2 separate regions of the Rattus norvegicus genome follow, and region 2 is linked to region 1. The links are chromatin contacts, called in public Hi-C maps. All regions are on one chromosome and are shown on one strand. Each heading gives the region's core, a stretch centred on a gene start, on an enhancer-like site or on the middle of the called end of the contact. The rest is flanking DNA. Distances are from core to core; before and after follow the strand shown. Region 1 overlaps LOC134482959 (a long non-coding RNA gene). Region 2 overlaps Ldlrad4 (low density lipoprotein receptor class A domain containing 4).

What was found. A called contact is a pair of places that touch in the nucleus more often than the background predicts.
Region 2: a contact with region 1 is called in a Hi-C map of frontal cortex, with 2.1 times the contacts expected there. The contact joins two enhancer-like sites. A contact is called at or near these places in 2 of 12 Hi-C or Micro-C datasets (frontal cortex and kidney).

What each region holds. Positions count from the first base shown.
Region 1 is chr18:63,793,238-63,797,380 of GRCr8, forward strand. LOC134482959 (a long non-coding RNA gene) reads right to left here. Exons shown (of 2, transcript XR_010059728.1): 2 at 1-3,493. It also overlaps a transcript of Ldlrad4 not described here. Among named protein-coding and RNA genes, the nearest start is that of Ldlrad4, 120 kb to the right of the region's middle. Within about 2 kb of position 2,209, at least 35 of the 93 cell types and tissues checked have an H3K27ac peak or open chromatin away from gene starts, as enhancers often do.
Region 2 is chr18:63,969,739-63,973,881 of GRCr8, forward strand. The region is part of intron 2 of Ldlrad4 (low density lipoprotein receptor class A domain containing 4); the gene reads left to right. Among named protein-coding and RNA genes, the nearest start is that of Ldlrad4, 55 kb to the left of the region's middle. Within about 2 kb of position 1,888, at least 35 of the 93 cell types and tissues checked have an H3K27ac peak or open chromatin away from gene starts, as enhancers often do.

The DNA of each region.
Region 1 (4,143 bases), core at 959-3,458:
TTGCCAGGCGCGGTTAGAGCAAGGACCTGTCTGCAGAGGTGTTTACAGTTTGGGGCTGTGCTGTAGTCTTGCTTGACTTAACAGCCTGGCAGAGGAGCCCTGTGGCTCATGGGTCACTTTCTGTTTTTTATCCAGGTTGCTGGAGGAGTTGAATCCTAGCTTTGCAGGAACCTAGAGAGGATGACTTTTATGCCTTGCGGGTATAATGCCTATGCTTCTGGCTGGCTGGCAAGGAAAGACCCCAAACTCTGGATCCCAGTGCATGTACCCCACATTAAGTCAACCACTTTAAAATAGTATGCAGGGCTGTCCTGTTATCATATAAAGCCAAAGCCCATAGGATTCTGGGGAGGAATACATGCAAGTGTATAGACTGGTTAAATCTATAGAAATCCTGGTCAAGTTTCCTCTTCTTTCTTCTGAATTTGGGAGTATGGAGCCTCTGGGATATGTGTCTTTTTTGGGAGGGGGGGGTCAGAATTGACAGGGGACACTCAGAAAGGAACAGCTGTGAAAGCCTGGAAAATGTTAGATATTCAACACTATTCATGCGGACACATGCATTACCTGTTAATGGTGGCAAATTGCAGCATCCCTGTCTTCCTTTCCTTCCTTGGTCCATCCATCTCTCCTCGGAGCGCTTGTCCCCTGCTTCTTCAGTCCTTTCCTTTTGGAGAAAAATCTCCCAGAAGGCATTATTTCTCTGATGTCAGAGTCACTTACTGCCAACATGGGCTGTTAGATAGGAAATGCATCTTGACCTATATTTTGAGGGTACATGAGAAGTGGCATATGAGTTTTAACCTAAGAAAATAGGGACGTGCGGAGATGGCTTAGTCCGTAAGATGCTTGGCATGCAAGTATAGGGACCGGTTCAACATCCCTGGTGCCCATGTAGAAGCCAGTGCTGAAGATATAGAGCTGGGCAGATACTTGGAACTTGCTAGCCAGCCAGTCTGGCTGAATTGGGGGAACTCTTAGATTCAGTGAGAGACCCTGACTCAAAACATACGATGGAGAGAGATTGAAAAAAGACCTGATGTTGATCTCTGGCCTGCACATACATATGCATACCCATAAACACATAAACACACACACACAGCCCACACACAAATATGGGTAGAAATCTGCATACTATTTGAATTTTATAACCCCAGCACCTGCCACTTTTGGGGGGGATTGTGTGTGGGTGTGCACATGTGCTCATGTTACATGTGTGCATTGCTCATGTTCATGTTGGACAAGAAAAGGAAATAAGCAACTGCCTGGACTGTTCACAGATGTAGATATATTGGCTTCAAATTTCCAATTAACATTGGTTTTCCTCTGTTACAGGAAGACTTGAGAATAATGTCTGTATTGTTATGTATCCATTTGATTTAAAGATAGATTGCTTTTCTTTGAATTCCCACTAAAAATGATACTGTGACCTTTTTAGGATTTTTTTTTGAGGACTTCTCTCTCTACCAAGCTTGTTTTTCAGCTGGGTCTTGGAAATTCTGAAGAGTGTAGCTGTAATTTCTCCTTTGATTGGCAGCCGAGAGCTTTCCTGGACAAAAATAAGGCTCTACTGTGCCAAATGGTTGACTTTTCTAGAATAAAAACTCTAAAGGGTATGCAAAAAGTCTTCTGGTTAATATATTGGCATTCCCAGAACCCACTAAAACCCTGACAGCCTGCCAGCATTCACTTAATGAGGACGCAGAATGTCTGGCTCTAATTCCCATGAGTGGAACGAGGTGGGGGCTGGATATCCACACCCTTTATTAATTTTTAATGACTGTATTTTTGTTTTGCAGATTTTGCTTCAGTACCCCAGTAGCCTCACAGCTGACCCCACATCGCCCCCACCCCATTCATTCATTTACTTGATACGGGAGAATAGGGAAGTGGCTGAGATCACTGACAGATCACGTGTGACCGCATAGGTTCTTTTCGTTGCTAGTTTTCTCTCGGTTTCTTTTCCCTCCCTTCCTTAGTTTTTGGAAGAGGAAGAGAGAAAAAGAAACAGCGAAGATGACAACTTTTAAAAAAGAACCGTGTTTTGTTGTCTGCTGGGAAAAGAGAGGCATTTATGAAACTTTTAGGTTTGTCAGACAGTTTATATGACAGTGCAAGTTGGTGCTTGCCAAGCTCCAGACAGATTGTTAATGTTCCATGACAGGGATAAATAAATTACTGCTGTCTGCAACAGGCTTGCACTGCAAACCCACTGAGCAGCTCAGCTGCTGTGTGCTTTTCTTGGGGCCTGGTGGGAGTACAGCTGCACAGAGGCCTCTGCCTGCTGCCTGCAGCGCTGGGACCTGGCTTAGAGGTGAAAAGGGTGTGTCTCTCACTTTTATTTTGGGCTTTATGATAGAATCCACTTACCAAATATCTGCTCCCCACCTCCCTTTTATTATTATTATTATTTTTTTACAAGACCGCCCACCTCTGTCCCCATCTTGGTCTTCTGCCCCATACCCACATTCCTCCTCCCAGCCTCCCACGAAAGGGAAACATTTGTATCTGCTAAGAGCCCGAGGTAATCTACAGTCAAGTTTCAAGCTGTTTACAGTGGCGTTCTCTGGGCAGCGGATGAGTATGTGCTGCCTGGAAGGGGGCTGGGTGGCACTCCTTGGGCATAATGTACTTTTATCATGGCAGTTTGGCGACTCAGCTGGCAGAGTGACAGGTGTAATGGACCTAATGGTCTTGCTCTAGTTAGTGGACACACTGCTCATATTACAAAGCCACCTCATATGCGGAGCCCCGGCCAAGTGATTTGCAATTCTCCTTGCAGATAGGACTCTGGGCCTGGCTTATTAAGTGACATTAAGGTCAGGAATCGGGTGGGTGTGAGAAACATGTGTGCGCCCTTAGCCACCCTGTTTCTAGCCACCCTGCAGCGACTCTTCAAAGCCTTACTTGGAAAAGGAAATAACCCATCCCATCCCCTCTGGCTGGCCCTTCCTTCTCACGGGGCGTGGTGGGGGACCCTTTGGTGTGAGTGGACTTCCTGCTCTTGGTGTTTGCAGAATGTAGGCTTCCTGCCAACGGTGCTGGTTCCTGTGTGCTTGCCGGCCACTTCGCTCCAGATATAGGCAGTTGTTGGGGCAGGCACAAGTCAGTGTTGTTTCTATTGCCTGTGCCTCAGGGACTGGCAACCTGTGTGGAGACTTAGGGCAGCAATTTCTGCAGTAAAAGCTCACTGTCTGTCTAAGGCCAAAGCCAGAGGGCCTCTTTCTGAAGGACTCCTTGAACCTGGTCCGACCTGCTTGGACCCCGGCACTTGGTCAGATGGCTATGGTAGGAATTTCACTTATGTGCTCTGCTGGGTCCTCTTCTTAGTGCTGTGCATCTATAAGCTGATATTGATCTCCACAGCAGCTCTGTGACAGACACTGATGCAAGTCAAGAAGTTATCCAGGGGCTGGGGGTTTAGCTCAGTGGTAGAGCGCTTACCTAGGAAGCGTAAGGCCCTGGGTTCGGTCCCCAGCTCCGAAAAAAAGAACTAAAAAAAAAAAAAAAAAAGAAGTTATCCAAAGTCATGTAAACATGTAAATAAAAAAGTGGAATCCTGAACAGCTCGGGCCATCTGGCTAAGAGATCTGTGGCTTTGACACTTTGAAAAAGGGCTACCCAGGCAGGCCACACATTCTTCATCAGAGGCCATATGAGCTTGAGAAGGAATGCCTTGCCATTTTTCTGCTGGACTCTGGGTAGGCCCCAGTGGGATTCTTGCTTGCTAGCAGCATGCCCAGGGTCCTCCTGTCTGTTCTTCTACTTCCATATTCCCTTCGCACCCTCCTTGTTCTGATTCTGCTCTCTGCTGTCTGGTCTGTGGAGAGAGCCTCAGTTCTGAGAATGGGACGAGAAGTGGCACCTTCAGTTCCTTGACAGGAAGGCAAGGCTCAAACCAGCGGAGGGCTTTTCCATGCCCTTCAAAACTGCCCATTCCTCTTTCTAGAGTGGTCTGGAGGAACTTGACTGACCACTTTCTAGGGATGAAACAGGCTCGCAGAAGGGCATGTGGGGTTGAGGGGAGGCTGGAAAACTTCAAAGTGTCTATTTATGTAGAAGGATCTTGGAATACTTTTCCCTTTGGCTCACATTCGAAGAATGTGAACGTGATTGAGGTGTGTGTGTGTGTGTGTGTGTGTG
Region 2 (4,143 bases), core at 638-3,137, 180 kb after region 1:
AGAGAGGGAAGAAGCCAGCATGCCTATCAGAAGTGCTGTCTTTTCAAACGGACTTAAAAGACAGCCCTATTGTGGAGCTGATAGGAAAACAGAGTTTGGAAGAATCAAGGCAAAAACCGCAAGAGGGGATGAGTGTGGAACCAGTCAGCAGGCAGAGGGGCCTCTTCTGGGGTCCATTGTGTCCTAGAGCATCTGCCACTGATATGCTTTCAGGGCTCAGAGTGGTGTGGTGGTGGTGGTGGTGGTGGTGGTGGTGGTGGTGGTGGTGATGGTGGTGGTGTGTGTGTGTGTGTGTGTGTGTGTGTGTGTGGTAACAAGTTGGAAACTCTTGGTATGTGAAATGAATGAATGAATGAATGAATGAATGAGAAGGCACCGAGTCTGCGATTTGAGAGCAGAAAGATGTCTTTGGTGGTGGCTGATACTACAGGAGGCTGATACCCCAAGTTAGCCTCTGAGGGAATGGGATCTAGCGTGGGAAAGTGGAAGCATTTCTTGTACACACAGGCAGAAGTACGCTGGTGCACAGGGAGGCACAGGGAGGCATTTGCTGAGGCGTCCTCTCCTTGTGGCGTAGATCTGCACTAGTTTAAAATTGCTGTGAGCTGGCAGTCTCTGAGGGAAACATCACTGTAGGATAGATAGATTCAGGCATGACGATCAATGCCTTGGTTATGTTATAACTTTTGAAAGAACTTTGCACAGGTGTGGGCATCTTTCTCAACAATTACCCATGCTGGGTCCTTACCAAGTGCTTATGTACTTGATTCATTTTAATGTTCGACCAAGCAGATGCCATATGACTCCATAATATCCTGTCCACATAGTTAAAGAAATCAGCAGTGGTGGGTTCAGTTTGGTCCTGTGGTCATGTGTATGTGACTGAGAGCTTCCCGAGAGAAGACACAAAGGAGACCCAGGAGCTGGTGGGAGACCATACCTGGGACAAGTCTGTGTAATGCCTGTTTGGCCCTTGGGCATCCATGCGGGCAGATGTGGCTTGTTTCCAGATGCTCACAGTATGGTCAGAGAGGAGCTTATGTTTGTGGGTGGACATGTAAATATCTATCACATGTGGAGAAAATGAAGAGTCATTAGATGTGGGCTCTAGCTTTCGTCCTTGGAGAAGTCACGAGGGCAGCTTGCTTGCTTCTGTTTATGGGTGTGTGAGTATATGTTTGCACTATGAAAACCAGGAGATACTTAGATTGCCTTTGTGTTAGACTTAAGCTCAGAATGGAAAGTTCAAAGCGGGGGGCTGGGGGAAGGGCTCCATGATGTCTTCCTTGAAGGATGACACTGGATTTGTGCTTTTCCCCCTTTTATGTCTCACAAGAATGAGTTAAAATTAATAACCAGCCACTCTCATCTCTGTGGTGACCTTGGTTCATTAACACCTTGGACTGAGGTTTGCTGGCAAGGACAGTGCTTTGGAGCCCAGATTCATTCCCCTGTGACTCCAAAAGGCATTCTGAGACAGGGGCTTTGCTTCTGTTAAATTTAACAAGATAAATATTGGCTGAAACAGTTAGCAGAGAGGGATGCTTTTTTTTTTTTTTTGTAAATACGTGGCTATTTTAAGAGTTTTCAAGAGCAATCTTCGTCGTCAGGGCACACAGTATCTTCCAGAGCCTGCTAACGCCAGAGCCTCCCCCTTCGAGATGGTACATTTAGTCTTTGCAGGATACCAGGTGTTCCGTGTGTCTTTCCCACCATTAACCTTCTCATTACCTTTCAGCCCTGTCCCCAGCATTGCTGTGTAGTCTGCTCACTGGGGACGGTAATGACGCAACGTGTAAATCCAGAGTCTGGCACCTTGTAGCACCTCGATAGAAATAGAAAGCTGTGATCACAGCATTAAAATATGCTAACAGGCAGCAGGGACCAGTGGGCGCAGCGGCTACCCTGCAGATGTTCATTCTGGCGCTGGTGAGGAGTGCAGGGACGGCGAGTGGGATGCTGCTCTTATCCCGGAGTCTTCTGCTGGCTTTTGTCTCATCGCAAGGGTCACGAGAGGAGCATGCTGCCTGCTTTCTCAAGTGTGCTGCCTCTGGGGGTTCTGATGACACGGGAATGCTAATCGGATGGTGAGAGTGTGCAAAAGAATGCAACACACACACACACACACACACACACACACACACACACACACGAGGGAGGCGGTGGTGATGCTAGAAGGCAGTCAGTTTAATTAAAATAAATTAGATGTGGTTCATATCTATCATTCGAGGTGGAGTTGCTGCTGAAAAGAGATCCTAAACATGAGAGGCAAATTCAACATGCCAAACTCAAAAGGATGGTTTTATCAACAAGAAATAACAAGTGGGCCTTTGAATTTCTCAGCTGGAAATTTTCCTTGTGCATGGACTTCCTGGACTTCCTGAACTTCCTGACACATGCCCCTCTGTCTGAATGTGCTCTTCAGTGTTGAGGCCCCAGCTCCCTCCATCCTGTGCTCTCACTGTGTGGAAACCAATACCATGGAGAACTATCAGCCCATATAGACCTGGTACTGCTTATCTACAGTGAACAAGGACTGTTTCTTCAGAAGGATGGCTGCATGACTGTCTGACCCAGGCTGGAACTCACCTGCCACAGGTGTGCATGGCCAGCATGGGTGAGGTGAGACAGGGTCTAGCCTTGTCCACAATATGCTAGGGAGTAGGAGACAACACTCCTATAATAAACACCAGAAATGAGTTCAGATGTTTTGTTTGGACATCATACACCCTGAATTGACAGGGACATCCTGCCACAGTAGAGCTTCCAGGGAAGCTAGGAGCTTGGCCACAATCTCCCCTTACCTGTGGTCAGTCCCCCACCTAATGCCATCTTTGGGTGGTCTAAAGCATAATTGAACAATTATTGGTGGTGCTAAGGTGGATGATAAATATTTAATTCTTTCCTGCTACTATGGGTTTTTATGCATTTTGGACCCATATTTTCCAAAGCTATTTCAATAGTACACTTCAAAGCATATTAATTTTGATAGAACACTTTGTAATGTGCAGGCATATATGTGCACAAACACGAAGTCATGTGTTTCTTTGTGACAGGAATACATTTTAAGAAATATGCTGCTGGAGAACTTTGCTATTGTGTGACTGGCACAGGACGAACTTATGTAAACAGATGATATAGCGTTTGTGTACTTAGGTTGTGTAATGGGTACCATTGACTATGAGATTCATTCTACTGTTGACTTAAATATGATCATACGGTATGTGACTATACATACAAATCAATTACATGTATGCATTATAATATTACTTAAACTTTTAGGTTTACATAGTTTATGTTTACAAATGTTTTGCCTGCATATCTCTGCATCCCATATGTCCTTAGTTCCCAGTGAAGCTAGAATTGGGCATCAGATCCCTTGGACCTGGAGTTAGGGATGGTTGCTAAGCTACCAGGTCCTCTGCAAGAGCATCAAGTGCTGTTAACCATTGAGCCATTCTCCAGGATAATTTTAACTTTTAAAAGTAGTTATTTGACTGTGAAGTGTCCTCTGAAAGGCTGATGTGTTGATGTTGAAAGCTTGGCCCCAAGCTTATGACATCACTTCAAGATGATTAGATCATTAGTGGGCTTATTGATGAACTCAAACTGTGTGAGCCATTAGGGGTGAGGTCTGGTTGGAGGGAGTAGGCCATGGTAGAGTTGCCTTTAAAGGGCCCGCCTTATCACTTTCTCTTTCCCGCCTGCCTGCCTGCCTGCCTGCCTGCCTGTTTCTATCTCCTTCCTTTTTGGCCACTATGAGGTAAGCAAATTTTCCTTTGCCATAATAATTTTGCCTTGCTACAGACTTAGATATGAGAGGAGTTGCATATGGACTGGAGTCACAAATCACAACAAATCATTACTCCTTTAAATGGGTTTTCTTGAGGATTTTGCCACAATTATGGAAGTTGACTAAGAGAACCCTAAGCGTAGAAGGATGGCAGAATAGTCTAATGTGCTAGACTCAAATAAGTATTCCAGAGAAATAGAAAAATCAATGCTATATTAGGTCTAGATCTACATTATTGGACTATTGTCTTAAGCCAAAAAATAAATCATAGTAAACTATAGGCTAGCAGAAATATGATTTTTTCTTAGATATACTTTTAATTTTTCATATTTTAAAAATCATATTAAATC